Linked DNA regions of Anser cygnoides: region 1 is linked to region 2. The links are chromatin contacts, called in public Hi-C maps. All regions are on one chromosome and are shown on one strand. Each heading gives the region's core, a stretch centred on a gene start, on an enhancer-like site or on the middle of the called end of the contact. The rest is flanking DNA. Distances are from core to core; before and after follow the strand shown. Region 1 holds the start of PLXNA1 (plexin A1). Region 2 overlaps LOC106045078 (a long non-coding RNA gene).

Evidence for each region. Hi-C and Micro-C count contacts between places; a contact is called where the count stands out from the background.
Region 1: a Hi-C map of liver shows a contact between it and region 2, with 1.7 times the contacts expected there. The contact joins the promoter of PLXNA1 here to the enhancer-like site in region 2. A contact is called at or near these places in 2 of 7 Hi-C or Micro-C datasets (granulosa cells and liver).

What each region holds. Positions count from the first base shown.
Region 1 is chr10:13,707,317-13,712,437 of Taihu_goose_T2T_genome, reverse strand. It overlaps PLXNA1 (plexin A1), which reads left to right and starts at 2,125. Exons shown (of 32, transcript XM_067003462.1): 1 at 2,125-2,287.
Region 2 is chr10:13,222,794-13,228,002 of Taihu_goose_T2T_genome, reverse strand. LOC106045078 (a long non-coding RNA gene) reads right to left here. Exons shown (of 3, transcript XR_001212605.3): 3 at 2,059-4,280. Among named protein-coding and RNA genes, the nearest start is that of TXNRD3, 25 kb to the right of the region's middle. Within about 2 kb of position 3,107, at least 1 of the 3 cell types and tissues checked has open chromatin away from gene starts, as enhancers often do. A contact at or near this core is called in liver, where this site is marked.

The DNA.
Region 1 (5,121 bases), core at 876-3,375, 490 kb before region 2:
CAGAGCTGATGGCTGGCTACTCCAAAATTCAATGGTGTACATGAGGCTGAAGGGCAAAGCGTGTCTCGGTGATGCGGTTTGGTGGGGACAAAGGTTTGGCTGGCTGTGCCCTGGGCGAGCAAGCCAGGTGTGTCTATTGCCCTCATGGCGCTAGTGCCTGGATGCCCACCTGACCTGTGGCCAGGGTTTGGAGGCTGTTACCTCGGTGGGCTGTGGGTTTTTGTGGCTGGAGGGCTACTAAGATTGAAGCCCCAAGCTGGGGGAGATCATTCGCCCCCATGCTGCAGTGATCCACCACTCCATCTCCTGGCAGGAGAGCGGTTCCACACCATTTATATCCCACATATCACCGGTGAAAGGAGCGGAGGTGCAGGCCTGATTATGAAGACTTTATTTAGTTCTGTTTGCCTCTAAAAAGGTCACTTCCCGGCTGAGAGATGCAGGAGCAGAGGATGGTCACTGGTTTCTGCAGGGCCTACACCCACGCAGCGACACCGGGGTGGTCCTGTGCTGGGGATGGGGTACGTGGGCACGGGGCAGCCGTGCTCTGGCTTGGTGCGAAGCAAAAATGAATAAAGGGGGATAATGAAGATGATAAAAATGGCTGGCGCTGAACGTGTTTTAAAAAGACAAATAATTAACTCAGACCACCCATTCATCTCTTTTATGGCTTTTACTATATTTCCCCTTTGTGATTTTAGTCATAAGCGGCGTGGATGCGGTGCCAGTGGAAAGATGCTGAGCTGGCAGCTCCGCAGAACAAAGTCCTGCCGTTATCGGCGGGATGGCCGCCGGGCCGGCGGCGCTGCGCTGAGGTGGCTCCCGGCCGCCCGCTGCCCCTGCCGCCGGGCTGGGCTGGGCCGGGCTGGGCAGGGCGGCCGGGGAGGCTGTGCCGGGCCCTCCAGGAGGGAGAGGCTGTGAGGAAGCCCTGTGTAGGGCTGTATGTAGGGCCCTGAGGGAGCCGTGTGTAGGGCCGTGGGGGAGCTGTGTGTAGGGCTGTGAAGGAGCCATGTGTAGGGCCGTGAGGGAGCTGTGTGTAGGGAACCATGTGTAGGGCTGTGAAGAATTTGTGTAGGGCCATGAGGGAGCCTTGTGTAGGGCTGTGAGGGAGCCATGTGTAGGGTTGTGAAGGAACCATGTGTAGGGCTGTGAGGGAGCTGTGTATAGGGCCATGGGGGAACCATGTGTAGGGCTGTGAGGGATTTGTGTAGGGCCATGAGGGAGCCTTGTGTAGGGCTGTGAGGGAGCCATGTGTAGGGTTGTGAAGGAGCCATGTGTAGGGCTGTGAGGGAACCACGTCTAGGGCGGTGAGGGAACCACGTCTAGGGCAGTGAGGGAGCCGTATGTAGGGCCATGAGGGAGCTGTGTCTAGGTCTCTGATGGCGCCATGTGCAGCTCTGTGAGGGAGCCATGTCTAGGTTTGTGGGTCCAGCCTGGGCGTCCTCATGAGGGTGGCCGTGCGCAGGGTCCAAGATGGCAGCACGGCGTAACACGGCACCGCAGCCTGAGGTGGCCGTGGGGCAGGAGGGCGCAGCGGCACCTCCCTGACCTCCACCGCCCCGTACGGGGGTTATATCCCCCAAACCTCCTCCTTCTCTCCACCGCGGTGTCCACGAGCGTCCTGCCCCTCGCCTTCTGCACAGATGGCCGCGTGCCTGGCGCTTTGGGGCACCCCGCAAGCGAGGGGGCCACGCGTGCCGCCGTCCCCACCGCCCCACGCTTGGGCGCAGCGCCTCGGGAGCAGACACACACCACCGGGCAGCCCCCCCACACCCCTCGCGGACGACCCTCCCCATTGCGGCTCCCCCCCCCCCATCTATCCCCCAACCGCCCCCCGCTCCCCACATCCCCCCCCCCCCCCCCTTCCATCGCCCTTTTAAGAGGGAGCAGCAAGGCGGGGCCGCGCCTCTCCCCGCGGAGCTCCGCGGGCGCCCCCTGGAGCTCGGCCGGGCTCCGCCGCCGCCGCCGCCGCCGCCCCCCTTTTCCCCGGCCCCGGCCCCGGTGCTGGCAGCGGCGGCGCGGCCGTGCGCGTGCGCGCGGCGGCGGGGGCGCGCGGCGGGCGGCGTTCCGTCGGGGCCCCGCGCCGCCGGCCCATTCATGCGGGGCAGCGGCGGCGGCGGCGGCGGGAGGCAGGCGGGAGGGCGGCGGGCCGCGGCCGGAGGGGGAGGAGGAGGAGGAGGAGGAGGAGGAGAGAGGAAGAAGGAGGAGGAGGAGGAGGAGGCGGCGGCGGGCCCCGGCTGGAATGCGGTTATGGCTGGCGGGGCTGAAGCCAGCGGGGACCCGAGGCGTGAGTAACGCGGCTGGCAACTTTCCTCCGCCGGTTTTATTTCTCGTTTTGGGGGTGAAATCGGGCTTCCCGCAACCCCCCCCCCTCCCCCCCCATTTTTTTTTTAATAAAAAAAAAAAAGGCGAAATGGGGAGGGGGTGCGGCTCCCCCCCCCCCCCCCCCCCCCCCCCCGGCCAGCCCCGCATTGCGCCCCGCGGGGCCGGCAGGGGTCGGCGCCCCCCCCCCCCCGCAGCCGGGGTTTTGGGGGCTGGGCTCGGGCTTTTTGGGGTCCCCGAAGCCGCAGAGCCGCTGCGGGGGGGCCGGGCGGGTTCCCCCTCCCCTCGATGCAGAGCCCCGTCGGGGGGCAGAGCCCCCCCGGAGGCTGCTGCCGCCCCCCCCGCTCCCCTCCGTGGCGGTGCCCCCCCGAGGCTGGGTGCCCCCGGTCCCCCCCCCCCCGGTGCTGTGCTGCAGGAAAATCCCCCAAAAAAACCCCAAAATCCCGGCCTCTGAGGGCTGAGAGCTGCCCCCATGGAAGCGCTGGGGGGGGGGGGGGGGGGCCGGGGTGTAAGCAGGGCTTAACATGAAGGTCACTGGGTAAGGAGGAGGTGGATGGGGAGGAGAAGGCAGGCAGTACCCTCACTTCTGAGCTCCCCCCGCCCCGCTCGGCCGTGCTTCGGGGAGGGCGAAACAAAAGCGGGACCTGCGAGCCCGCAGATGGATGTTCCCGCTCCTCCGTGCGGGCTCCGGGACGCGGCGGGGAGAAAAGTTGGACGGATGAGCTGCATTGTCGGGCTGCCTTCCCCCGCCTCGCCGCCAGATCCCTTTTTGCTGAGCGAGGGCTGTGTCGGAGCGAATCCCCAGCCTTTCGCCGGATTTTTTTTTTTTATTATTATGATTATTATTTTTTTCCCCCCTCTTTCTTTTGTGTGAGGCCGAAAAGAAAAAAAAAAAAAGAAAAAAAAAAAAAGGAGGAGACGAAGCTATTGACTACATCAAAGGTTATCCATCTGAAAACACCATTTTCCTCCGACCAGCGGCTAATTGCTTCCTGAACAATGTCAGGGGCTTTTGTATCCGCTCAGTAGGCAAAGCGAGCGGCTCCATGTCTCTCGCTCGAGACACCGGCGACCGAAATGCGGTAGGAACGTGGAGGAGCTGAGGAGCAGCGGCGGGGCAGGAGCCTCCCGGATGATGTACAGATAATTTCCGAAGTGGCTGCGAGGAGGGGAGGCTGCTGCTGCTGCCCCGCGGGGTGCGGGTGCGTGCCGGAGGCGGCCGGGGCCGCGCGGGTGCTGAGGAATTTCGGGGTCCGAATCCGTGCTCGAGGGATGCAGGGACAGCGGGCGCATCCCGGCCTGAGCGTCTCGCTTCCCCGATGGGGCTGCGGGCGGATGCTCGGTGTACGTTCGGCGGCTGGGCTTTGTCATGCAGCTCGGAAAATCAAAGTTTTGAGGGCGTTGGGTTTGGTAGCGTGGCGGTGTCGGTACCGCACGCAGCCGGAGCTCTTGTGCGGCGAGCAAGGATAGCCTGGAGGGCCTAAAGTTTCCCCTCTTGGCTTTGCTTTGCCTTTTTTTTTTTTTTTTAATGGATGCGTAAGGTTTGGAGCGGAGCACAGCAATCAGCCTCGGTGCGCGCTGGGGCTGCGCATGCAGCTACGGCAGGCGGCCCTCGCCTCTGCCCGCAAACCAAAGCACTTTTCCTGCCGAAGGCAGCGGGCCCTGCGGCACGTACCCAAACTCCCCCGAACTCCGGCGGGGCTGGGGCTGGGCTGGCGAGAGGCTGAAATGGCAGAGGGCAATAAAAGCCGTGCTGCTGCGTGCCGTGCCGTGCCGTGCTGCGCCGCCGAGGCTGCCTCCCCTCCTCCCTGCCGGCACGCCAGCCCAGCCGCAGCGCCGGCAGAGCTCGGGGCCGGCCCCAGCCCCGCTCCCGCTGCGTGAATGCGGTGCCTGGCAGCTCGGCTCCGTGGCCGTGCTGCGCCTTCCCCACCCCGTGCGCAAAGGGGAAGGATCCGGCCCTCGGATCGGGCTTAATGGGGGAAAGTTGTGCGTGTTTATTCTCCAGGCTCGGTGCGGGTCAGGGCCTTTGTTGCTGCTTGACTTGCTGCTGGCTGTAGCGTTAACCGCCGGCGAGAGCTTCGCTCGGCCCCGAGCTGGGAATTCCTGGGCGGAGGAGCCCGGTGCTGCAGCGCTCGTGCCGCCGGGCTGCCTGCGAGCTGGGGAGCCGTGCCTGCAGGATCCGGCTGCCGCTGGGTCCCGCCGGGCTTTGTCTGCATGAAGGCTCCCCTGGTGACAGCTTCGGCACCCAGGGGGACAGCTTCGGCACCCCTGGCGTGGCGGGGGGAGAAGGGAAGGGGGCAGAGGTGCTGCAGTCCCTCTGTGCCGTGGGAAGGGGGCACGGGTCGCCCCGGCGCTGGGTCCTCCCCTCGCTGCCTGCAGGTTCCAGGTTTGCGTGGGCTTGGGACCGGGGCTGGTGGGGTTATATTCATGGAAACCTTGCGCTGCTGCTCTGTGGTCTGCTAATGTCTCCAAATTACGTCTCCAAATTGCGTCGTTAGGCACCGGTGGTGCCGCACGGAAGAGCTCTGGGTGCTCCTGGCTGGTTTTTGGCTGGTGAGCAGCCCTATGGCTGGGCACGGCAGGGGACAGGTGAATGCGGCTCCTCGTGGCCCCGGTCCCTTCCCTCCCGTGGCCGTGGGCCCTTCTCCCGGAGGGGTGCTGAGCGCCGTGACGCCGCGTGAAGTCGGGAGGAGCGAGCGTTTGCGTCAGTGCCGGGGCGGCCGGTTTGACTTGGGGCTGGAGACAAACCCCTCCTTGGCTGGCTGCAGCCCCCGACACGCTCAGGGCCGTGCTGCGGGA
Region 2 (5,209 bases), core at 1,858-4,357:
CCATTTCCACAGTACATCATCTCAGTAATGGAGCAGGTCAGCTCAAAATACAGGTTATGAAATAATGTCATATCCCTCTGCTCTGATCTGTACTAACATACATATAAACGCAAAGGCCTGCTGTCCCAAACAAGCACTCATCCTTCTGCTTCTACTGGATTGATGTCTGCAGACCCATCTGAGCTGTATGGGGAATTCCCCAAACTGCCACAACTTCATTCCTCATCACACAAGTGTGAAAACATGAACAGGCGAACCACCAGCTTGTGAGATCCAGCAACCACACACAAACCCCACCGCCCAAGAAATTTGGTTCTGCCAGACATTTTCCAGTGCAACATCTTAATTCAGTCATTCTCCAGTTTGAGAGATGATCAAGGCAAACACCACTTTCAGGGTCCAATCTGAAGTTCAGTGGTGGTCCTGGAGGATGGTGGATCAGGTTCTCATTTTCCAGGGAATCAGAAGACTTGGCCTTCACTGAAAATCAAAACACAACAGAAAATAGAACAACCCACCACCTCTTTCTAACCCTTCAAGTTGTGAAAATTATCTTCTGAATGTAAATAGCTTCAGTAATTAAGATTGTTGAATATACAGTACTAGGGAATGTGCAGTTCATGATTTTTTCAATGAGAACATATTAAATTATGCCCTTTGATATCTCTTTTCGAAATGTGGAATTATCAAATTTTTATGTGCTGGATGTGTGTGCTGACTCTGTCCATACATAGCAAATGCACTTAAAATGCTAACGTTTCAGTGTAATAGTTCGATTGATGAGATTTTTCTTAAAAAAGGGGGAGGAAAGGGAAATCAGATAAAAGAAGATGGCTTGGGGAGTTTTGATAAGGAGCACTTGTGAGTCTCCATTCACCCAGCTTCCAAATGATCCAGAAAATGATTGAGTCCCTTCTGAGCAATCAAGGAATAAAACTGGTTGCTGTGGGCCAGACCTTCACCTGTTCTAAAGTGACTTATTTGCAGCAACTATTGCTTTACAGCAGGTGACATTTTGGCCCTGAAATGCAATATACGAAGAGCTCTGCTCCATCGTGTGTGCCATCTGGCCGGGGTGGTCACTCCTCCAGCAGCTCTGTCCCTGTGCTCCAGGTCTCAGGCTGGTCCCTTGCTGAGTTTTAGGGAATAATGAGCAAAGGAGATAGGACATCCCTCTCGGGACCTTTGTCTTCACAGAGAACCACTGTCCATAAATGCAGTTATCCCACATCTATCAGCTTCCCCTCTATGTGTGGGAAGGACTGAATAGTGGAAGTCAGAGGTCTGCTGTATTAAACTTGCCTTGGCTGCTAAGCAGATGGTTCATTTGGAGGGAGCTGAAGTCCCAGTAATTCCTCTGTGCTGCAGCTTCAGATCCATCGTCCTTTAGCTGTTAACAGCCAGAGGGAGGCAGGCATATCTGTGCTTCAGAATAGGGGCTGGAAGATTCATCAAGCCAACCCAAACATAAATCCAGCACCATCAGGCCTTTCCCTGCAGCTATATGCTGTCTCCCATGTGATTTTAGGCAACACTTTCCAATCTACTTTCTGATAATATCACCATCTAGTAGCACTTAGGACACTGTCCCAATAATAACACACACAAAACCCCTCTTCCTGCAATTATTTCCTTTCACCAAGAGAGCTACCAGGTTGTGGGCACATCTGTTGGCTTGTTTATACTTTAATGTCATCCAAGTAATAAGAGCATCAGGAAAAAGAAAACAAAACACAGAAAAGCCTCTAGTGGGGTTGGTGCTGCTGTGTGTGCCTATGGTAACTACTGTGAGCATTAAGATAAAGCACTTCAAGCATGAATAATAATAACAAAAAAAAGTCTAGAAGATAGATTAAAGCACTCTAGCACTTTGTAATAGTGTTTGTAATGCAGATAAAGCGTTTGTACTCTAATTTCCAGCACCACCAACAAAATAAATAAGTGTGCTTGGATTGCATTTTTCTTTCAAAAACTGTTCCAAAAACTGTTCGTATTGAAGGAAAACAACTTAAACTGGGTTTAGAAACACAATGTAAGCGGGAAAGTTAGGCACTGTTATCAGCATGACAAGTGCAACCTATTCCTTTTATAAACGGTGCTTGAAGAAAGACACAAAGCTCATCTGCTCAAGATCATCGTGTTTTAAGTTTAATTAAGCAGCGAATTAATGTTTGCAAAATGCTTTAAGATCCTTCAGCAGACGGTGCTCATACAAGAGCAGAGTGGTTTTAGCATGAAACGCATTTTGGGGAGCTGAACTAAACTATTCCTGTCTGAGAGCTCAATCTGAAGTGGCCAGGGAGAAGATCCTCACTGACTTCAAGCTGGATCGGATCAAACCTGCAGGACAGGAGTCTAGATTTAGCAGGCAAGTCCCAGCGAAGAGAGCCAGAAAACTTCCACGCTTAGAGTTAGGCATGCATTTTAAGTAGCTTGCTTTAGAGCACATATTTTCATATGCATGCTGTTCGTAGAGCTGAGGGCCAGAAAAGGCCATCAGCACAGCTCGGCTGACCTCCTGTTTATCTCAGGCCATTACATTTCGCCCAATAACCCCGTGCTGAGCGTAACAACCTGTGTCTGCTAAAGCAGATCTTCTGGAAAGTGCTTCCAGGCTTGTTCTAGGGCCAGGTGGATATGAAGAATCCACCACTTTCTTTGAACTAATGCTTAATCAACTTCAATGTTTAAAATGTGAATCTTTTCTCTTTATTCCTCATTTGAATTTATCTGGCTTCAGCTCCTAGCCATTGGATCCTGCTATGCCTTTCTACCCTAGACGAAAGAGCCCGTTAGTAGGCAGAGAAATTTTCTGCAGCTGCGTTCACTAAGGTAGCATTACAAAGGCTACTTTCATGCTTGGGGGTAGAAGATCACTGCTTGGGATAAGAATGAAATCAAAAGAATTAACATTATTCTATAGAGATCCCAACGCAGTAGCTCTGGTACAGAGATTTCTTCTGTGCTCCAAATATCTGATAGCCTAGAAAGATAAAAACAGTCAAGTGAGGGAAGAGTAAGGCCATGGACATGACCAACACTGAACATGCATATTCTTGGCTCTGTTTTATTGCCATTTATTTGCATTGAGAGGTTTGGTGGCCTACAACAACCTCCTTTTCTGGCCAGTTACGCCCTGTGCCTCGGCAGCACTTGGCTCTCAGCAGGAGCAGCAGAACAAGGGTCAATTCCCTGCAGCAAGCCTGGACCCAGCAGGGCCGAGATTCCACCACATTTCCCTGCCAGCACAGCATTGAGATTCCACCACATTTCCCTGGGCCCTGCTTAGTGCTGTGGCTTGTACTACAGGAACACACAGTCAAAGGAGACAAGAACTGCGCTTGGACCATCGTGCTTGCAAGGAGGTGAAGTGCAGCTACGGGGACCTGCTGGAAGTTGGGAGCTGGATGCAAATGCAAACCCCTAAACTAAACACGTTTAGAAAGCCATATGCCGCCAACCCAGGCAGTAAGGAGGAACCGTCTGTTTGCTCAGAGCCCCGTGCAACTCCCACGCATGGCAACAGAGACGGAGCTAGATGGGGCCCCTGGAAAGTGTCTCCAGTTTCTTATTTTATTATCATCTCCAGGTTCTCCTCATAAAGCCTCCGGTTCAAAAAGGCAGAGAATTTGCGAATAGCCAGGGGACACTCACCCCCACACAAACATCTAGCGTTTCTGTGGTCGGGATGCCTAACTGCTCCGTGATAGCTCTGCCAGCGCTTCCGAGCCGTGGCAAGCGAATATCATTAGCAGCATCTCCCAGCCCCAGTGCGAGGGCTTCGTTTGCTTTACTGTTGGCTTGGTAACAGCTGCTGTTACTGCTCAAGGTGGCAGGAGGGCAAAAAAGTGCTTATTGCCTTACAGCACTTCAGGAAAGCCTTACAGAGTCTTTGGCAGGGTTTAATAGTGGCCAGGCGCTCCCCAGAGCGACGTCCCGGAGATGCTGTCGGGTGATGCTCTGCAGTGCTGTAGCTGTGCCCCCGCCACCTCTGCGCCACGCTAAGGCCAGAGGGCAGAGACCAAGGCCAGGCTGCGGCACCAGCAGTGGCCACTGGACACAGAAAAAAAAAAGAGACATATTAATTGTACATAACGGCACAACAACATGCAGCTCTACCACGTCCCGACCTGGGAACAGTAAGGATGATGCAGGCATTGCTCCAGCACTTCCTAAAAAGAAGTCTCATGGGCTTTTTCCATTCGGTGGGACAGGTGATAGGAGCCTCATCCAGAACAATTCCTCCCTCCCTCTCTCAGTGCAGCAGCCGAGAGGAACATCTGGAAGGAAAAACAGGGCCCATGTGCAGATTTCATCAGCAGCTCCACGTAACGCAGTGTGTAATGCAATCTACTGCCCACATTTAATATGCGTTAATTTGGGGGATGTAGTTTGCAAGACATCCTGGTCTAAGTCCAATTTTTACTTAGTTTTGGATTCCTTTTTACCTTCAGTTGCCAACGGTGTAACGAGGGGGGATAGACACAACAGCATCCTGCTACAGAGAACGAAGGCTGCCTGGTTGTGTGTCAGCCCACAGCACTATTGACTGATGTGAGAGAAATATGGGAGCTGATGCATTTGGATGGGAACGAGCAGGGCAAAGTCCTAGGCCTGAACAACATCGTGAAAATGCAGGTGGCCACAGCTGCCGTAGTATGGATCTCAGCAGCAGATGAGGACGAAGGACAGTTTAGGACACATTACCTGGGAAATGTGACATTCAAACCACAACAGCAACAAAACCAAGATGTTCAACCATATTTATCCCCAGATTCCTCATGGAGAAGGAGCTGGTGCAGTGCTGGTGCCTCTGAATTCCTAAACCGTCAGGAGCTAAGGCAAATCTTTGAGGACAAGCTCTCTGCACAGAACACCTGTAGGATATGAGTGGGGAGAAATTCAATGACAAGCTCATACGGGTGCAAGAGCTGCCACTGAACATCACCTTGCTGCCCATGATTGCAGGAGGAGATGCAGCTGTAGCTTCATCCACCACTTAAAGTCTTGAACCTCAGCCTTGCAAAAACCACACTAGGTTCAGCTGCCACAAATACTCCAAAAAGAGAGAGAATTTTTTTTTCTGAGTGAAGGCTTTTATATGGCCTTACTGTTTGCTTCTTTCTGATTACAATCAGGACACTACCAAGAATTCCAGACTATTATTTTTAATTCTCTTCTCTCTCCCCTCCAACTCCCCTGCTCCCTT